3 separate regions of the Mus musculus genome follow, and all the other regions are linked to region 3. The links are chromatin contacts, called in public promoter capture Hi-C maps. All regions are on one chromosome and are shown on one strand. Each heading gives the region's core, a stretch centred on a gene start, on an enhancer-like site or on the middle of the called end of the contact. The rest is flanking DNA. Distances are from core to core; before and after follow the strand shown. Region 1 holds the start of Adipor2 (adiponectin receptor 2). Region 2 holds the start of Atg7 (autophagy related 7). Region 3 holds the start of Rassf4 (Ras association (RalGDS/AF-6) domain family member 4).

Region 1 (3,319 bases), core at 431-2,930, 2.7 Mb after region 3:
GTTCAAGGCCAGCCTAATCTACATGAGTTCCAAGACAGCCAGGGCTACAGAGTGAGACCATGTCAAAGGGAGGGCGGGCTTTGAGTAGAGCATCTGTCCATACCAGGATTCTGGACTCATAGGTAAGATTTAGAAATTAAAGCTTGCCTGAACTACATTGATCCTGCCTGTCTTCACAACATGGTAGGTGATTCATGCTAACACACAGAAGGCTGAAGCAGGATTCTTAATGTTTGGGCTACAGAGTGAGACCTGCACACCCTCACCCACGAACAAACAAAACAAATACACTTAGTTGGGAAGTGTTTTATGAACAAATAAATTTTAAAATCCTAAAAGACTGCAGTATTTTTACCTTGCTCCTTGGGGAGCAGGGGTAAGCATTCTGCTTTGGGGAAACACAATGAACACAGCAACACAAGAATTACAGGCCATCAAGTGAGATGGCTAAAGAGTATGCTTGCCAGGCAAATTTTCAAGACCTTGCCGCCTGAGTTCGATACCCGGAACCACATAAACGTAGACGATGATCAACTTTTACCAAGTTGTTCTCTAACCTCCACACGTGTGCCATGAACACAGGAGTCACACAGAAACACACCATAATAAACTGGATAATTTTAATTTTTTTAAAGTTTTTTTTTCTTTAAATGAGACAACCAGAGTAAAACATAAATGCAACTAAAAGATCATTTCCACTAAAATACTAAAACCACCAATGAAGCATTGTACCTACCAAATCCCAGGTGGTCATGTCATTTATCAAAAATTCATTGCTCAACGCTCTCGTGAAGTTTTCAAACTCCAGAAACAAATGTTTAAATCAAGGTCAAAAAAAACAAAAGAAGAGACTCATTAGCTGTCTGGTCTAGCGCTCCCTCGGACTCATCAAAACTTATTTTATAGCCGTTTCCAGCAATTCTCTAACAAGCTAACCACTGGCAAATAAAAACCCAAAGGGGCTCAGAACTGGGCCCAAGAACTATCCCGCAGTGACAGCCTGACGCGCCACCTAAGGAAAGGTGAGGGCAACCTTCCCATCCCAGTGGTTGGAAAAGTCGCGCTGAGCACAAGCCATCCGAAGCAAGCCTGCCAGAGAAATCCCTAGAAGTGGCAGAAGACACCAACTAGAAGTCGGGGCGGGAGGATTTCAGTCTCCGGCCATCGCGGGGGTACCGGCTCCGAAATCGACTAGAGACGGAGCGAGGGGCTTCGGACTCTGCCCCGCGGCGGGGACAGGGCAGCGGGCGCCCGCGACCGCAGCTGCACGGAGCGCGGCCCCGGCCCCCCCCCCCACCCCACCCCCCCGGCCGCTGCTTGGGCCCCGCACCAGGCGCGCGGCCGCAGGTCAGAGTTCCGGCCGCGCTCGGAGCCGGCCAGGCGCGCGCTCCCGGCCCGCGCCGGGGACACCTGTCCCTCAGCCCTCACCTCCTTCCGACCCGGGCAATCTGCTGAGCCCGGGAAGCCGCGCTCGAGCCACAGCCCTTCGCCCGAGTTAGCGGCCGTCTCACCGCGCGGCTCGGGCGCCTCGGGAAGCAGCGCCTCGGGGAGGGAGAGGGGGGGCGCGGAGGGAGGGGGCCGCTCGCTGGAGCCGCCACCGCCGCCGCCGCCACCGCGGTACCGCGTCGGGACTGTGCTCGCGCCGCCGCGACCGCCGCCGCCGCCGCCGCCGCGTCTCCCCGCCTCCGCGCCCGCGCGTAGCCGTGACGCGCATCGCACGAGGCGGGCCGAGCCAGTAAGACCACACCCCGTGCGCAGCCGCGCTGGCCTAAACCGGAAGCCTCCCCTCGGGAGGCTTTGGAAGCGTGATGCATCTTGGGAGTTGTAGTTCGGCCGGGTCCACAATGTAAACAGTGCGGGCAGAGTGCCTCGGAACGCTCACCCAGCTTCCTCGACGATTTCTGAAGAGATCTGAGAAGGGAGTGGGCCGCCACGGTTTAATGACTCGGGATGGAGCGTGTGTTTGTGTCAGCGGCCAACATAATGCTAGGCGTCGTCTTATGAAGGTTTCAGGATTCCGAAAGCGTTTAGTCAACTCTTCCTCAAACAGTAGGGCTTGTTTTTATTACCGTACTAACGTATGATTGATTTATGCCCTACCACTTCTAGAAGATATTCAAAATTATTTTCAATGGTCGATTGCAAACGACTTAAGCATTGTGTCTGTTTACCCAGAGGGAATGATTTGCTACGAGTGAGCTTTCCTATTGAACCAGAACAAGGAACTATAGGAGCTGGTGTGCAGAGGAAAAAAAAATGGTTTCTTCGTGTTCAGTTGTAAGAGGATTGTATCTGTCACACTCTTTAGTTCAAAACTTAATACACGTCAAAGTAAATTCGGAAGCTTTAGTTTAGACCTTGGAGGAAGCTTATTGTTCTTGCCTTTAGACCACAATCGGTCTCATAGCCAAGAAGCTAAAATGTGATGTTGAGCGATTGGAGGGAAGCAGACATGGAAAACTCTTCAACGAGGAAAAGCACTAGAGAGGTTAAAACAAGAGGATCTTGCATGTACCAGATCAGCCTGGTGTACATCGCGAGCCAGGCCAGCCTTGGCTATACAGAGTGTAAAACCATGTCTCAGAAAAAAAGAAACGAAAGAAAGAAAGGGAGAGAGAGAGAAAGACAAAGACTTGGCTACTAAGACTGAGAAAGACAATTGTACCTTTCCCATCAGAAAACAAATGCAGGCATTTGGGAATTATAAATGTGGCCCAAGGCTGGAAATATAGCTCAGTGGTAAAGCTATAGCCACTCCAAAAGCCTCGATTCCATCAATAACTTAAGGGGGGGGGGGGTGCGGGGGGAAGGATCCATAATAAATAGGGCAAAAAGAGAAGTTTTTTTTTCAGGCTGAATATAAGGTATCCCCTAAGGAAGACAGACTTAAGATAGACCATTATCTTACCAGGTATGGGGGCTCACACCTTAATTCCTAGCACGTGGGAACTGGTATAGGACGGCTGCAGTGAGTTCATGGCCAACGTGGGCCACAAGATGAGTTCCAGGTCAGCCAGGGCTAAAATGAGACCCTGCTTCAACAAAGGAAAACAAAACCCCCTCTCAAATCTTTCCTGCAGAGCTTTCTTTTAAGGATGCTTCTTTGATCAAAGCTTCTGTCTCCAGGAACAGGGTTTTTAAGAGAGCCCGCCATTTCCCCTCCTACCTCTCAGCTTGGCCTCTTGAACTGATCTCACTGTCAATCACTACATGCAATTTCTGATGCTTCTATAATGATGAAACAAACCACCTTATTTCCTCAAAATGCCCACCCACACCTTCTCAGCTAATGAGGATCTTTGCCACTCTCCCTACCCTC
Region 2 (3,116 bases), core at 486-2,985, 2.0 Mb before region 3:
GAAGCCACCAGAGAACAGGCTGGCCAGGAGAGGGAACAGTCCATCCAGCACAGCATGGTCCAGCCCTCTTGTATTATACTAGCTCCCATTTGCCTTTTTTTTTCTGGTCTTGTGTGTTACTCCTTAAGCAGAGAAAACTTATCAGAAGCAGGAATTCACACCTTCCATCTTGCTCTCTGTGATGTTTGGGGCAAGATGATGACTTGGGTGCAAAATTGTTGATCAGCTGTGATTGGTAGCCAGTTGTGGTCCTGGAGACATTTACCCACCTGTAGTTCAGGGTGGTCTTCCATTCCAGTAGTTATTCCTTGTTCCCCAACTTCATGCCTTCTTCCTAACGCTCATTTTGTGGGGTTTTTTTTCTTATTTTTCAGAGTCTAAGATTATTTCCTGTCACTCTGACTCCAAAGTGTCTGTCTCTCTCTCTCTCTGTCTGTCTCTCTTTCTTTTTTCCAGGAACCACTTTCCATTTGTTTACTCTGCCCCCCCCCCCGTATAAGCTATAAGGCACACACACACACACACACACACACACACACACACACACACACACACCACCTTGTAATTTATCCATTAGAAATAGGAAACCCTTAATGTAAAAAAAAATCAATAAATAGTCCAAGATATTATGATGAATCCCTAGAGGCACTCCAAAGGCACTGTGTGCCAGGAAAGGTGTCCGTGGACTGCCATCTCAGCAATGGTGATGCGGTATCAGGATGCTTGCCTTGAGCTCTGATCATCCTGGACTATAGAACTAAATCAAGTCAAGTACACTCTTGTCGCTAAGGAAGTCACTCATGTGCAAGACTCCCCAGGCTAGAGCATTTCATTATGTTCATTATCCTGTCAAAAAAAAAAATGTTTTCCCAGTAGTAAGTTTTTTGTTCGTTTTATTTGTTTGTTTGTTTTGTTTGAGATAGTGTAGCCCTGGCTGTCCCAGAACTCACTACTCACAGATCCACCTACCTCTGCCTCCCAAATGCTGGATTTTTTGTTTTGTTTTGTTTTGTTTTGTTTTTCGAGACAGGGTTTCTCTGTATAACTCTGGCTGTCCTGGAACTCACTTTGTAGACCAGGCTGGCCTTGAACTCAGAAATCTGCCTGCCTCTGCCTCCTGAGGGCTGGGATTAAAATCTTGTGCCACCACGCCCAGCCCAAATGCTGGAATTTAAGACATATCCCACACCGTCTGGCCCATATTAGGTTCTTAAGAAGTGATTTTATAGTCACTGAAGTTGCTGGCTGCAGTAGCTTGGTGGATATTTTAGATTCTATTTGGTTTTCCAGAGTTATATTTGGTTGGGCAAGCTTTTAATCCCAGCACTGGGGCAAAGCAAAGGTAAGCAATCTCTGTTAGTTCGAGACTAGACTGATGTATATGTATACAGGTCCAGAACAGCCATGGCTATGTAGTGTAAATATGAGGAGGACATAACCTTTTTAAAAAATTAAAAATGCAAAAAATAAAAATAAACCTTGTTTCAACACCTGTACTCTAGTACTACCCTGGGAATTTGATAATAATTCCGTAGTACTGTAGAGTCACTCGCAGGAAAATGTAATCTTCCTTACAAGCCCCAAAAGGCTTACAGGTTAGCCTTAGTTTCGCCCCGTTATTGCGGTTGTGGGGACCCTTTTTGTCGTTGTTGTTGTAGTGCGCATGCGCGCCGCGCTTCCGCGTTTGTGTGGGCTGGGTTATTACGTCATTGGGCCGCGCGGCGCGGCTGGGGCTGTGGTTGCCGGAAGTTGAGCGGCGGTAAGTAAGCCGTGGTTGCGGAGCAGCTGCCGGGGCTGGCGGGGTTCACTTAGGAAAGCTGAAGCCAGTTTTGGGCTGGTCTGGAATATTCTTCACCTGTCTATACTCGGTCCCCTCGTACTCCGGCAGAGAGTGTTGCGATCTCCGGGTCGGGAGGCGCCTCTGGTTGCTCATTCTGTGAAGTGCTGCCTTTGGCGTGTGTGGACCGGCCACGGAGTAAGCTTGTGTCCCCGGACTGTGAAGGGACTTGATCTTGTTACTTATGAGGAGGACATAATTAAATCTTTTCTACTAGAGGTTCTGCATCCCCTTAAAGGACCCAGAGATTACAAATTAGTACTTTATAGGAAATCAGCCTGGTGAGGCAAATGCACTTGTCAGAAAGTTTCTGAGCCAGGCATGGTCGCGGAGAGAGGTGACCCCAGCCGCAGGGAACCTGAGCCAAGAGAACTGCTATTTAGAACCAGCCTAGGCAATCGGACACAAACCCTTTTGCAAACTGGAAAACGGGTGTGGGATGTAGTTAAGTCCCAGAGCGGTTCTTCAGCGTTCCAGGGTCCTGGGTTCAATTACCAGCACATGCCAAATTGAATTTGAGATGAGACCGAATCAACCTGCGTCTGCAATTTTATTTAATTCTTTAAAATTATTTGTAACTTTGAGTGCGTGTATGCGTGTGTGGTCTCATGCCTCCAGAGACAAGACATGGCGGACCCCAGCAGAAGTGGAGCTCCAGGCAAGCTGTGCCTGATATGGGTGCTGGAAACCCTACCCAGGTCTTTGTAAGCACTGAGTCGAGTCAGCTTTCCAGTATAAATTAATTTATTTTTTTAAGACTGAATGCCATGCACCCCATGCTGTCTTTGAACACTCAGTGAAGCAGAGGCCGGCCTTTGAGTTTTTATATTTCTACTTCCACCTCCTTGAGTCCTGGGATTACAGGTGTGTACCACTACGCCTGTTTTTCTGATGTGTTCCTGCATGCTGGGCATCATAATATCATGGACTATTTATTGATTTTTTTTTTTTTTTTACATCCAGGGTTTCCTATTTCTAATGGATAAATTACAAGACGGTGTGTGTGTGTGTGTGTGTGTGTGTGTGTGTGTGTGTGTGTGTGCCTTATAGCTTATACAGGGGGGAAACAGGGGTAAACAAATGGAAAGTGGTTCCTGGGGAAAAAAAAAGAGACTTTGGAGTCATATTGACAGCAAATACTCTATCATCACCTCAGAGCTTCACTCCCATATCAGGCATCCTATTTATAAATCCTGGTCACAAATGTGCTTTCCCTTTCAAACGTGCTAATTTGGTGGCTTTTTATGTTGGTTTGACTTTGTCTTTCTTTTTTTAAAAC
Region 3 (3,182 bases), core at 31-2,530:
TGTCCCAGGGGAAATCCCATAGGCAGGAAGGAGATTCGGGGAACTACAAGTTTGGGGAAACAGCAAAAGCTTTAGGCCTGCAGCGACTTCCTAGTGCTGATAGCTTACTTTTAAACAGTTTCAAGGGCTGGTGAGGAGGCTCTATGAGTAAAGCGCTTGCTGCCAAAGCCTCAGGACCTAAGTTTAATCCTCAAAAGTCACAGGAAAGCGGACGGGGAGAAACGACTGATGCCACAGAGTTGTCTTGCACACAGCCACTATGACCCACAGGTACACATGTACATGCGCTCTCTCTCTCTCTCTCTCTCTCTCTCTCTCTCTCTCTCTCTCTCTCTGGTGTGTGAGTGAGTGTGCATCTGTCTGTTTCTCAATAATAAGTAAGTAAGTAAGTAAGTAAATAAATAAATAAATAAAGACAATTTCAAGCATTTTCTTCGACATACTTTTAGGTTAAACAACCCAGCCTCCCCAAAGGTCTGGGCTCAAAGCTTACCCTGACTGCATTGTATGACCCTGTCAAATCCTTTCTATTTTCAATCTGGAGTTCATCACCAGTTTAAACAACTATGACCCTAGGACTTCATCCACAATAAACACTGTCGACATTGGGCTTCAGGCTCCAGAGAGATAGTGAGGTGCCGGAGATCTCAAAGAAGAGAACGGGCCCCAAAGAATCAGGAGACAGGTGGAGTTTAGCCCTGAAACTATACGTGAGTGGCATATTGTGTAGCCCTTTGGTTATGGCCCACCGCACCAACAGCGACGGAGAAACAAGTGTCTGGATGAGTAATCATCCTAGCGTTGGCTTTCCAGCTGTAAAATCTTAAGGTCTTGCTGAAACCCTCTTCCCGCCTCTAAGATCGTGTTTCTAGGAAGCTGGCTGAGAGGAGGATGAGGTGAGCACAAGTGTAGCCGGCCGTTGGATTCACGTGCCCTGCTAAGATTTTGCCCGGAAAGTACCTTATCTAGGAGATGTTAGGCGCCTTGCCACCCTCAGCCCTTGGCTGGAAGCCCGCAGTGCGCCAGGCTGGCAGGGGGAGGAGACTCGCGCACTGCGGCTGGGGGTGCAAGTGCTCAGGCTCTAGCGCCCTGCCTGATCGCGGCCCCAGGGTCGAAGGTAGGGTGCTCCAAGGATGCCCACTACCTTTGCAGTCTGAGCATCACTCACCGTTCAGTCATCGCGCGGTCCAGAGGCCACCAGCAAGAGAGGTCGCGTGCACTAGAATTGTGCCTGCACGGACTCAAGAGCCCTGCATCTGCTGCAGGGATCAAGTCCGTCCCAGCCCACCCTAGACACACCTCCTCCCGCCCCCGAACACGCCCCTCTCCGCCCTGGACACGCCCCTTCTCTCTGGTCAACTGCTTTGCCTATCAGCCCATCTCTTCCTTCTAGGGTGCTTGGTACTGATGCCCCTCAAGTAGACCCCGAGCATTTGCTCACTTGTTCGATCTTTACGGACACCACTAAGCGCTTCGCGCATCACTTAAGTCCCCAATCCTCGAGGGCACCCCAGGACGCAAAGAGAAAGCAGTAGGAGTGGGTCCCCAGGGGCCCTCGGTCTACACAGGCGGAGGCCAGGGAGCCTGGGTAACGCAGATACTTGGGTTTCAACAAAGACCTCTGCGCAGGCGCTACAGCTACTACTGTGCGCTTCCTAGGGAGGGTGGAGTGTGTGTTCGCGCGCGTGAAGTCTGGGACATTTATTTATTGTCCAGGTGGCACCTGCAAGCAAAGTTGTGGCTTCTCAGAAAGCTACATTAAAAAATAGGAGCTGGTGAATTTAAAAAGTTAGTTTCCTCTCTCTCGGTCGCTGTTTTCTGAGGAGATTGGCCAGCGCTGAGGCAGAGCCCCAGGCTATAGGCTGGGAGCTTAGGGAAGCTGGGCGGCTGTGAGGCAAGGGAGCTTTGTTGACTCTGTTTTATTTCATGGTTCCCAGTCCTGACTTCAGGACCTCTTGCCCTCCCTCGCAAAGTAAGTCATCTCAGCTCGGCTCATTCCCTGGTTTCTAACCCTCTTAGAGTCACAGGGCCGTTTTAGAGTATGAAGTGGGACTTCTAAAAGTGTAGGTACTCACGTATTTGAAAACAGACGGCATTAGAGTCTCTGGACCCCAATGCAGCGCACCGTGCCAATTATGGCCGGCGAAGAGATGGCAAAGAGATTGTGCTCCGCCCTTTACTTCCTGTGTCACAGACTCTCTGTCTATTTCCCTACCTGCAGCGGGCTAAAAATGACCAGCCTGCAGTCCCTCTTCAACTTAGCTTTCACTCGTGTTCTTAGAGAGTGATCCATTCTCTGCCAACTAGGGTTTCCTGTGGTTGGTGACCTGTTGTTGGAACCCATGTTTCTTCCCACAGCCCGAAAGCATCAGAACTGAGCTCATTATTTGGGTGCTTCGAAAAGTTTTGACAAACCAAAAGCACGGAATTCCACCGTAACTCCCAACTTCTCCAATTCACCCCTGTGCAACTGAAGAAGTCAACAGCCGGTGGGGAGGGCGAGTCTCCCTGTGGCTCTCCAGCATGAGTCGTGCTCTCTGCCCCAGTTCACCTTGTTGTCTCTCTCACCTTGCTTGGGACATAGGCCTCAGGTGTCCTGAGCCCTCCTTGTATGTTTTACATGTGCTGCTGATCTGGTCTGCTGTTGCTCCACAGCCCTAGCCTGCCTTGATTAAATGCTTATATTTCTCTGGAGAACAAACTGCCTTTCACAGAGACTCCAGTTCATTATGTAGGAGGGGCCACCCTGCAGCCATTGGGATGTCTCTAGGAAGCATCACAGTCAAAGCTCACAGCACAGTCTGAGGTGAGGCTGCCACCCAGGGCCTGCCCTGCTCTAGGCTGGCTCCAGGCAGCTGGGCACCTGGTTCTGTTCTAAGGCAACTGGGAAATCATCTTTGTCCCTCTGTCCAGGGCCTCGTGCGCTGAGATATGATTTAAATACATGAATTCTGAAACATAAGCGAATGGATTATCATATAAATGATTTGATATGAAAATCACTTTCCTTTTTTTCTTTGCCTGTGGAGGCCCCAGGACTTAGGTCATCAGGCTTAGGGGCCTTCCCTGATGAGCCATCTTACCCACCCACCCACCCACCCACCCACCCTCCTTTTCTGAGACAAGATCTCATAAGCTCAGGCTGGCCTAGAACTCACTATGACTAGGTAGCAGAGGATGCT

The links. Promoter capture Hi-C pulls out the DNA fragments that hold promoters and counts their contacts.
Region 1: a contact with region 3 is called in a promoter capture Hi-C map of pre-B cells, with 2.9 times the contacts expected there. The contact joins the promoter of Adipor2 here to the promoter of Rassf4 in region 3. A contact is called at or near these places in 1 of 39 promoter capture datasets (pre-B cells) and 1 of 115 datasets of contacts at active chromatin or transcription factors (bone marrow-derived dendritic cells).
Region 2: a promoter capture Hi-C map of pre-B cells shows a contact between it and region 3, with 2.5 times the contacts expected there. The contact joins the promoter of Atg7 here to the promoter of Rassf4 in region 3. A contact is called at or near these places in 2 of 39 promoter capture datasets (the C10 cell line and pre-B cells) and 1 of 9 other capture datasets (adipose tissue).

The regions. Positions count from the first base shown.
Region 1 is chr6:119,387,054-119,390,372 of GRCm38.p6, forward strand. It overlaps Adipor2 (adiponectin receptor 2), which reads right to left and starts at 1,681. Exons shown (of 8, transcript NM_001355692.1): 1 at 1,429-1,681.
Region 2 is chr6:114,641,392-114,644,507 of GRCm38.p6, forward strand. It overlaps Atg7 (autophagy related 7), which reads left to right and starts at 1,736. Exons shown (of 19, transcript NM_028835.5): 1 at 1,736-1,759.
Region 3 is chr6:116,672,556-116,675,737 of GRCm38.p6, forward strand. It overlaps Rassf4 (Ras association (RalGDS/AF-6) domain family member 4), which reads right to left and starts at 1,281. Exons shown (of 11, transcript NM_178045.4): 1 at 1,169-1,281.